2 separate regions of the Sus scrofa genome follow, and region 1 is linked to region 2. Evidence: chromatin contacts called from public Hi-C data. All regions are on one chromosome and are shown on one strand. The core of a region is the stretch at or near the end of the contact, and the rest is flanking DNA. Distances in the headings are between cores, read along the strand shown. Region 1 overlaps ITSN1 (intersectin-1). Region 2 overlaps ITSN1 (intersectin-1).

Region 1 (4,985 bases), core at 1,240-3,739, 150 kb before region 2:
TTAAATTAGATTCCTAAAATACTCTCATATACATACAGAAAAATAATCTCTCAATGACGTCACAGTTTACAATAACAAGTTAAATATTTATAACTACAGAATCTGTTAGTTTATGCAACATTTAACATCATAACCTCTTACACACCATATGTACATTGAGTCATGGACATTCCCATAAACATACAGCAGGGATTTCTGGACAAACCATCTACAGAGCATAACTTTTTCACTTTATGTAGTGGAATTCTGCACTATTCTTAGCTGGAAACTGTAGAAAATGCAGAAAACCAGAAGCTGAGAACTGATTATCATACATAGGATGTTTTCGCCGCAGATTCTCATCTGTATACATGTATTTACACATTATGTTGACCGCCTACTTCTGTGAGGATAAGAAAGCTGATTTAGCTAAGGCAATAGGACATGAATGATGTGGCCGCCAACTTCTCCATCCAGGTAGGCTCTGAAGAAGGGGAGCAGAAGGGTACAGACCTTGCTGGGCTTCAGCAGACAAGATTTGAGGTTGGTTTTATGGTTCAAAGACACTTGGGCTCTTGGCAATGTATGTCCTAAATGCATGTGTTAAAATAAGTACTATTACCAAAGATCTTGCTAGAATATCTACTTTCCATATTGTGACTCCTTAGCAGATGATATCTGAAGGGCGTTGATTTGTAAAACGTAAGTCAAAAGATTCATTCAGGAAAACAAACACTGACACAATATTAATTCAACGCCTCTAGAAAATGCTTTCTGAAAGTTCAGTAGTTTGCGTGATTGCCTTACCCGTAGAAACAAGGCTAGGGTTTGCCATCTCAGTCAAAGTGACACTGTCAAATCCACAGGAGATGAATTTGACATTTCTGTTCCACTGCCTGAATGTTTTTACCTCGTAAACTTTATAATCCCAGACTGAATCTAGAAACATAGATGGGATTATTGCTCTGTGTGCATAGACGTGAAATTGACTAGCAAAGACCGAGCAGAATTGCAAAGGTTTGGGAGGGTCCAGCCAAGGTCTAGGAAATGCTACCGAAAGAAAGCAACTGCAAGTGCACGGCAGGAGGGGCAACTCCAAGGTCAGCTGCCCCACCCCACCCCACCCCCGCCACGCCCCACGGCCCGTGGTAGTGGGATCTTTCCTCTCTCCTCACATCCCCCTGCTCCAAAGCCACGGATATCCTACGGGGAGAACCCAGCTGGGAAGCCTCTGCCTCCCAGAAGCAGGAGCCCTCCTGCCACCTGGGCGCCAAGGCAGCGGCAGGGAGGCAGCCGGCGGTCCCCTTTCGAGGGATCGGAGATGGAGAAACGGCGTCCAACCCGGCTCCCGGGGAAGGAGCACTGAGCACCGCTCCACCCGCGCTCCATTACCTAGTAAATTACGGGGAAAAGCCTCCCTGTCCTAGCAGCTCAGAGAAGAAAAGCCCCCAGTGGATGACTAATGACCAAAAGGAAGGGTTTGATTTCAAGTCATTGGGTGAAACGGTCAAGGCCCGCGGGCCCCTCTGCAGCACGCCCTGGCCACGCATCTGTCAACGAGGGGTTTGGGCCCCCTACCCTCTGACGGGTCCAGACCGTTGGCGCTTTAACAAGCACACATTTTGAAAAATTCATCGGCCCACCTCTCTGCACCCTGCCAGGGAGACTTTACAAAGGAAGAAGCAAAAGATGAAGCCCCATCTGCCTAGAACACCAACTAAAAACACAATGTGACCAAGGCGGGGTTCACGGGCATCTGACCTGCGCAGTCACACGCGGGACCCAGTGCTTACGAGGGCCGGTTCCTGGTCTAATCCTCTGCCGTCATCACCTCGAAAGTCTTCATAATTTTGAACACGGGACTCACATTTTCACTTTGCACTCAGCCCGCAAATTATGTAGCGTGTCATGAGTGTGAACTCCGGGAGGGTCAGATCTATCTGCTTTCATGGTCAATCCAAATATCCACTCACGGCCACCACCCCCCCACCCCCGCCCACACACACACCCCATGCAATGATCTGCATCCCCCGAACAGTTCCTTTACATCTGAAATTCCACAGGTGACAGTCTCCAGGTAGACTCTCTTATCCAAACCAAGCAGAGGGGACCTGACTTCTAGAACCCTTGTTGGGGAGGGGGCGCCTCCTCCAGTGAACTCACCCTGGGTGGGCCCAGCAGTAGCAGGACACCTCCACCTCACGGCGGAGGCCCCCAAATCTCTGGGGCCTTCACCAAAGCAGATGCAGAAAAGACAGGAAGGCTAAGGACCACTGGGGGCTCCAAGCTCAGCAGCAGAGAAAGGCAAAGTGTCACCATGTATCCCAGGAGAGGTGTGTTCGAGTTCCGCGTCCATCGCTAACTTTCTTTCCCCTCCTGCCTTCTTTCTCAGATTCCCCAAGTCCTTGATTTACACAAGAGCAATGCCCCAGAGCTGCAGTAGGTGGAGCCAGCGCCCTGGGATCGGCCCTTGGAACCGGCAAGTTTCCAGCAGGGACATCGCCCCCTAGCGGTGAGCGTGGGTAGAACGGCAGCTCCCCGCTCTTAACCAGGCACTGCAAAGCCGCCACCCCCTTTCTCTGATTCCTGCATCACCCTCTTGGCCCCAGGCCCCCATTCTGTTTAGAGAAGCAGGAGGAAATAAGGGGTTTGAGTAGGAGAGGAAAAATGCAAAGGAAGAAAGTTTTAGAAACACAACCTCACAGGCATGTTATTCTTTTAAATGAAAAAAAGTACAAACCAGAGTTTCTGGAAGAAAAATATGCATTCTTTCCACTGCATAAAAAGAAACCCTGGTTACTGGGTAATTCTCAGCAGATATCTGAGAAACACTCATTTATTTTTCTCAAGGCTGACCACATAAGCCCACTTCTGAGCAGGTTTATTTGGTGGGCTTTGAATCCTAAAATATTCACCCTCCTCAGATGATTTTAACAAGATAGGCTGGTATAGAAAGTAGAACAAAATCCTATTAAAAACAACTCACAAAACACCCTGACATCCAGGAGGGGCAGCTTTACCCTGAAATATGACAACCACACATAGTGTTGAAAAAAAAAATGTACTATGTGGGTGTTATCTGGTTCCCAAAGTTCAGATGAAAGAAGGTTCCTTTTAGTGGACGAAGTGATTGAATCTGCATGTCACTGAAATAATTATTTGGAAGTGGAGATGAATTTTTACAAGCATTGGGTGCTGTTCAAATGCCTTAAAGTTAGATCTACAATTAGGCTGTGAAAGCCACAAAGGCAGGCCCCCTCCTTACCACGTGGGAGGGTGGTCTGGCCCAGGATAGGGACTCCCTGAATGAACTTGACTGAGAGCTCACAACCCAGAGATAAGACTTTGCAACTGTTGGCCTCTGGGTTTTAATGCTCCCCAGGTAAAGAGCTGTTAGAGGTTTTCTCGCCTTCATCTGGAATGCGTTTTCCATGTTTCTCAGGAATAGATTTTGGCTGCGAAAGAGAGCAGGTTACATAGCTTAGCTGAGCCTGATGACCTACAAACATATCCTGCATCTAACAATAAGCAGGGTGAGGAGACAGGAGATCTAGAATGTTCCTTTCCTCTAGCTCAAATAAACGGCTGCTTTCCAAGTGCGGTAAATATCCACACTGTACTGACACCATACAAAGTGGCCCCTATAAAACATGGCTCGGGGCACTGCAGGGTGAGTCTTGGCAGCTGACCTGTGCCATTCCCGGCATCCTGGAGAAGCCCCGGAGGGCACTGCCGCACCCCTCGGTACAGAGAGAAGGGAGTATTTGTTTACCAAATACCTCTTAGGGGAATTCCTGTTGTGGCTCATCAGGTTAGGAATCCAGCTAGTATCCATGAGGATGTGGGTTTGATCCCTGGCCTCGCTCAATGGGTTAAGGATCCAGCATTACGGTGAGCTATGGTGCAGGTCGTAGATGTGGCTCGGATCCTGTGTTGCTGTGGCTGTGACGGCTACAGCTCCCGTTTGACCCCTAGCCAGGGAACTTCCATATGCTGCAGGTGCAGCACACACACACCCCCAAAAAAAGGGAGGGGCAAAGAAAAAAAAAAAAAAAACCTCTTAAGATAGCTCAGACCACAGCATCTGAGGGCTTCAGCACATCACCAGTTTCTGCTACCAGTTCTGCTTCTGCCTGAATTAAAGTCCTAATGCTAAAAGCCAAGGAAGGAGAGCCAGCCTTGTCTGTTTTCATCGCCTCACTTTCCAGCCTAGAAGGTTCTAAATTTATAAGGCAAGTGCATCTGGAGTAGGCAGACCCAACGTTAACCTCACATGACCCTCGAGTCTGAAATGCCACCGTCAAGCAGGCACGTGTCCCTGTCACAGTGCCCATGTCTGCTGTGAAGCTCATCTCCAGCCCCAAAGAGAAGGGAGAATACAATGAACTGAAATAAAATGAAAACCTACTTGCTGTTCCCCACGGAAATTCTTAAAATCCTTACAGACACAAAACAAATATTCTTCTTGTGAATCAGAAAAGCCCAACCAACTAGGGGGAAAAAAACGGAGGAGAGATAGAGAAGTCTTTTTCTGCTCATACTGAGCACTGGCAAACTGTCAACTAGATTCCAAAGCCTCCTTTCAAATAAAACCGGAAGCACTTCATTCATGCCTCTTTGCTCTCCAGCCCCTTTGGATCCGAGAATGTCCCTGCTCGGTCAGTGGCTTTATGCTTGCACCAGGCAACCCCTAGAGAGACAGAAGTTTGGGGCACCGGGTCAAAAAGACAATGCAAATGGCCAATTTGTCCATTTTCTGATGGGATTTTTTTTTTTTCCTCAACTAAATTCAGTGCTACTCAACCAGGTAAGACCAGGTACTTTCATAGACTTAGGTCATGCTTAAGTTGTTCAAAGAGCAAAGAAGAAAAAAATGCCCCCTTGAACACAAATGTCCTATGGGAGCACTGCTTTCTCCTCTGCCATCAGAGATCAAGGGGGACTACATGAAGTCAACCTGGGAAGCCTGGCCCCAGTCTCTCAAGCAACCCTGGAGAGCCCAGCCC
Region 2 (4,891 bases), core at 533-3,032:
CTGGCAAAAGAACTGAAAACAAAAAACAAAACAAAACAAAACAAAAAAAACCAACCTCCCCTTGAAACATTTGAGTCCAGACTAAAAGAAGCAGCATGCTGTGTACAAATGCACTGAGGGAAGAAGGTACCAGGCATACTCACAGAATGTCCTGGAATACAGCCGGGTTCCCTCAGGCAGATCATGACATCACTGCACCCCATTTTCCTCTTCTTACCCAAATGACTGCTGGACCCCTAGCCAGCCTTCACTCCACAGGGCGCTAACACCTGCCTTAACCTTGGGAGGGTGCCAAGGCTCCATGTCACGCAGGTGACTTGGTGATAATGAGAGAGCGAGGGTAACAAGGAAGCCAAGAGCCCCGAGGAAAACTGGGAGTTTGGATGGGCTCTAACCTCCCTTTCAGAGACATGGTCTCAAGCAAACTGTTCAAACTTCTTGGAATCTCAGTTCTCCCATTTATATAACAGGGCCAATAATTTCCCCTCACTTCTAGGGTTACTGCTGTGACCAAATAAAAGACTGTATGAGAAGGCGCAGGGCTAGGAAATCCATGGTCAGATGACGTCTGATATTAATTAGGAGTTCCCACTGTGACAACAGGATTGGCGGCGACTTGGGAGTGCCGGGACGCAGGTTCGATCCCTGGCCCAGCACAGTGGGTTAATGATCCAGTGTTGCCACAGCTGCAGCTTAGTTCACAACTACAGCTCGGGTCTGATCTCTGGCCCGGGAACTCCACATGCTGCAGGGCAGCCAAAAAAAGGGGGAAGAAATGTCTAATGTTAATTAGAAAATAATGATAACGGTAATAAATTCTATTTTTAAGTGGCCAGAAGGATAAAGAAAAAAGTTACCTTGGGCTGAGCTGAGAGGTAGAACTAGATTTAGTGGCAAAGGCTAAATCTGTGAGTCAACTTGGGCAAAGAGGATTAGGACCACATACTTTGTTTTTATTTTTATTTTTTTTAAGTATCCATATTTTATTTATTTTATTTTATATTTTTGGCCATGCCGACAGCATGTGAAAGTTCCCAGGCCAGGGATCGAACCCGAGCCATAGTGGTGATAACATGGCATCCTTAACCTGCTGAGCCACCAGGGAAGTCCAGGACCATGTACTTTTAACCTCTTATTTTCTGTTATTCCCTTCTAATAAACAGTATACTGAGAAGGCTGATGGGATGAGAATGATGGGAGGAAAGGCAGTGGAAAAGCCAAGACCAAGAGTTCCTGCTGTGGCTCAGCGATTAAGGAACCCAACTAGTATCCATGAGGACACAGGTTCCATCCCTGGCCTCGATCAGTGGGCTAAGGATCCAGTGTTGCTGTGAGCTATGGTGTAGGTCGCAGACATGGTTCAGATCCTGAGTTGCTGTGGCTGTGGTGTAGGCCGGCCGCTGCAGCTCCAATTCGACCCATAGCCTGGGAACCTCCATATGCTGCAGGCGTGGCCCTAAAAAGACAAAAAATACAAAAGAAAAAAAGAAAAAAAAAGAAAAGCCAAGACCAAGAGTTGAGTTCTGATGGGCAGGGCAGTTTAGAAGTCCTGGCTTCCCTTAGAAGCTGGGGCGGGTGACTCAAGTGCCGGTAAAACCCTCTGGGCAGCGAGGCCACACCTCCTGAAAATATATCAGCAGTATCCCTAGAGGTGAAATTCCTACAGCAGAATGGAATAAGAGAAGACATATTAAATGTCAGAGCAAGAATTACTGACCCCTGGGTTTGAGAGAAAAAGAGGAAATGGGATGCCTGTGGTTACCTGACCCTTTCTCCAGGGTCAAGGTTTCTTCTTGCAGCCTCGGAAGAGAGGCCAAAAGCAAACCAAACACCCTCTAGCTGCTTTGGGTCCTGACCAAATGTTGGCTACGAGCCCCTTCGGGCTTGTAGATTCAGAGCAACTTCCACTTTTAAATAAGCTCCTTCATGGAGGGCTAGGTGCTGTGAACACACCATGGGCGGGGTGGGTCCCGTGGAGACTCCAGCACTGCCCACTTCCACTCTTCCTAGCCCTGCAATCACATGACTTTTTGAGTTTTTCCTTCTTCTCCTGGATCACTATCCTACCTGCCTAACCCCCAACCTGTTAATCTCTCCCTTGAAAAGATCCAGACTTGGAGTTCCCGTTGTGGCTCAGCAGAGTAAGAACCCGATGAGTATCCATGAGGATGCAGGTTCGATCCTTGGCACTGGTCAATGGGTTAAGGATCCAGCATTGCTGCAAGCTGCAGTGTAGGCTGCACATGCAGTTTGGAGCTGGCACTGCTGTGGCTGCGGTGTAGGCTGGCAGCCGCAGTTCCGATTCAGCCCCTAGTCTGGGAACTTCCATATGCCACGGGTGCGGCCATAAAAGACAAAAAGAAAAAAAAAATCCAGATGGGTGGCTCAACGTCATCCAGAGAAGGGCAATGCAGAGTTTGTTTTTAATAGTGAATCTATTATGTAAAAGCACAGCATTTATGTACCTCGGTTTATCATCAATGGTATCAGTGCCAACCTGAATGACTGACTGGCTCCTCCCAAAATGTCCAGTTTCTCACGAGTCATCAGATAGAACAGGATGGAGAGAGGGAAAGAAACTCTTCTCTGCAACTTTCGTAGTTTGTTTAAACTATCTAAGGACTTTCCCATGAATGAGATGTTAGCTCGGATTACTGCAATCTTTCAACCAACCTAAATAATTAAAGTCTAGGGTGAGAACAGAGAAGAAATCAAAACTGTTGGGAATCGTGGTCAACTCATGACCCTTTAATTTGTAGGAAAAACGTCTGCTGAAAAGACATTTATGGGATGATAGTTTAGATCCAGATAATAGGCCTTTTTTCCCTTGGTGGCATTTTGTTCAAAGAAAGAACGCAACGTGGCCAAGTTGCCTCACTACTGCAAAGAAAATATATATTTCTAGATACCATAAATGAAAGGAAACACACGAGGAAACATAAAGACAGTCTGAAAACAGAAAGCGAAAAGGAAGCATGTAACAACGTGAGGGCCGAGAATCCAGTAAGAGAAAGACAGATGTAGGTGCCAGCCGCACGCTGCAAGCTCGCTCCTTTTCCCCCAGCCATTTGCACCTTGCTTTTCATTTTAATGACTCTCCCCCCAGGGGTAGAAGGTGAACCTTCTTCCCTTCCATCGGTGACTTTCTGTGCAGGGCTGTCATTTTTCAGACAGTATACCTCCTAGAATTTCACAACGCTACAAACTGCAAGGGAGGGATAAAAGGGGAAATGCTTATTTTAAAAACATACAATGAAACATAGGACCTGATGTCTTGTCAGACTCACCGAACGCTGGTGCACTAGAAATAGCAACTGGTTGCTGCTTCATGACAGGGGGAAGTGCGGAGGGGAGCTGATAGCCTTGGAGCTTCAGCTTGATGAGTTTCATGGCTATGGAAAACTCCACTTGATCCATCCTTCCGTCATTATTCATGTCAGCCAGCGCCCTGCGAACCGGCAGCAAAGGCTCAGAATGACTGTGACCTTAAAGGAATCTCTCCCCAACCATTCGCACCCACACAAAAGCTAAAGAATCAGCTCCTGGGAGCCTGGGGAGAACAAAACACACACAGGCGTTCCCATCATGGCTCAGCAGGTAGTGAACCCAACCAGGATCCAAGAGGACATGGGTTCGATCCCTGGCCTCACTCAGTGGTTAAGGATCCCGAAGTGGTGTGAGCTGTGGTGTAGGTCGCAGACTGGCTTGGATCCCGAGTTGCTGTGGCGGTGGTGTAGGCCGGTGGCTACAGTTCCAATTCGACCCCAGCCTGGGAACCTCCACATGCAGTGAGTGTGGCCCTAGAAAGACAAAAACAAAAACCCACGAAACTAGTTTACCAAGCTGTCGGGGAAAACTAACAAGATTTTACATAAATATGCAATAGTTGTTACTGTGATACCCTTATGGGATACAAAGGCTAATTTTCACTCTGAATGTCAGGGTATGTACTATGGACATCAAATACAGTTCCTTCTTGGAATGATGAAAATGGTTTACTAGGACTTCCCTCTGTGGCACATCAGAATTGGCCATGTCTTGGGAGCACAGGGACACAGGTTCAATCCCCAGCCCTGTACAGTGGGTTAAGAATCCGGCTTTGCTGCAGCTGTGGCTTAGGTTGCAAGTACAGCTTGGATTGGATTCTTGGCCCAGAAACTCCATATGCCATGGGGCAGCCAAAAAAAAAAAAAAAAAAAAAAAAAAAAAGAAAACGATCTAAAAAGCAATCAAGTGATTTCAAAGGCAATCTTATGGTTACCATAGGGGCATGGGGAGAACTGGGAGAATGGGAATAGCACATACATATTACTGTATAAAATAGATGATTAGCAAGAACCCACTATATAGCTCAGGGAAATCCACTCAATTGTTTATAATATCTATGTGGGAGTTGGAAAATAATCTATTTTATGTAGGGACGCATAGCCAAATGGCATGTATAACCAATTCACTTTGCTGAATACCTGAAACGAATGCATTATAAGTCAACTATATTCCAATAAAATAAAAAAAAAACCCATAGGATTACAAAGAATGTCAATAACACTGAAATACAGTTTTCAAAGCACTACAATAATGTTAATGATGATACATGTACTGCTTTATTAATAAATAATAATCTCTAAAAGAAAAAAGAAGAAAATGATCTAAATTGGACAGTGGCAATGGTTGCAGAAATCTGAACAGACCTAAAAACCAATGAACTGTATACTTTAAAACCATGGATTGTTATGTGAATTATGTGACCCTAGAGCTATGGGGAGGGGGGAAGTATTTAGACACAGAGTTTATTTCTAGATACTTGATTAGATTGCATCACCTCCTCTGTGGGGTTCTATAAACCTCACCATGGGGACTTGACATGCTGTGCTCCACTACGCTACAGCAT

The links. A called contact is a pair of places that touch in the nucleus more often than the background predicts.
Region 1: a contact with region 2 is called in a Hi-C map of embryonic fibroblasts, with 2.1 times the contacts expected there. The contact joins two enhancer-like sites. A contact is called at or near these places in 1 of 47 Hi-C or Micro-C datasets (embryonic fibroblasts) and 1 of 2 datasets of contacts at active chromatin or transcription factors (skeletal muscle).

Annotation. Positions count from the first base shown.
Region 1 is chr13:197,491,590-197,496,574 of Sscrofa11.1, reverse strand. ITSN1 (intersectin-1) reads right to left here. Exons shown (of 42, transcript XM_021070946.1): 42 at 4,038-4,985. Among named protein-coding and RNA genes, the nearest start is that of ATP5O, 25 kb to the left of the region's middle. Within about 2 kb of position 2,489, at least 5 of the 83 cell types and tissues checked have an H3K27ac peak or open chromatin away from gene starts, as enhancers often do. A contact at or near this core is called in embryonic fibroblasts, where this site is marked.
Region 2 is chr13:197,336,707-197,341,597 of Sscrofa11.1, reverse strand. It overlaps ITSN1 (intersectin-1), which reads right to left. Exons shown (of 42, transcript XM_021070946.1): 5 at 3,288-3,448. Among named protein-coding and RNA genes, the nearest start is that of ITSN1, 38 kb to the right of the region's middle. Within about 2 kb of position 1,782, at least 6 of the 83 cell types and tissues checked have an H3K27ac peak or open chromatin away from gene starts, as enhancers often do. A contact at or near this core is called in embryonic fibroblasts, where this site is marked.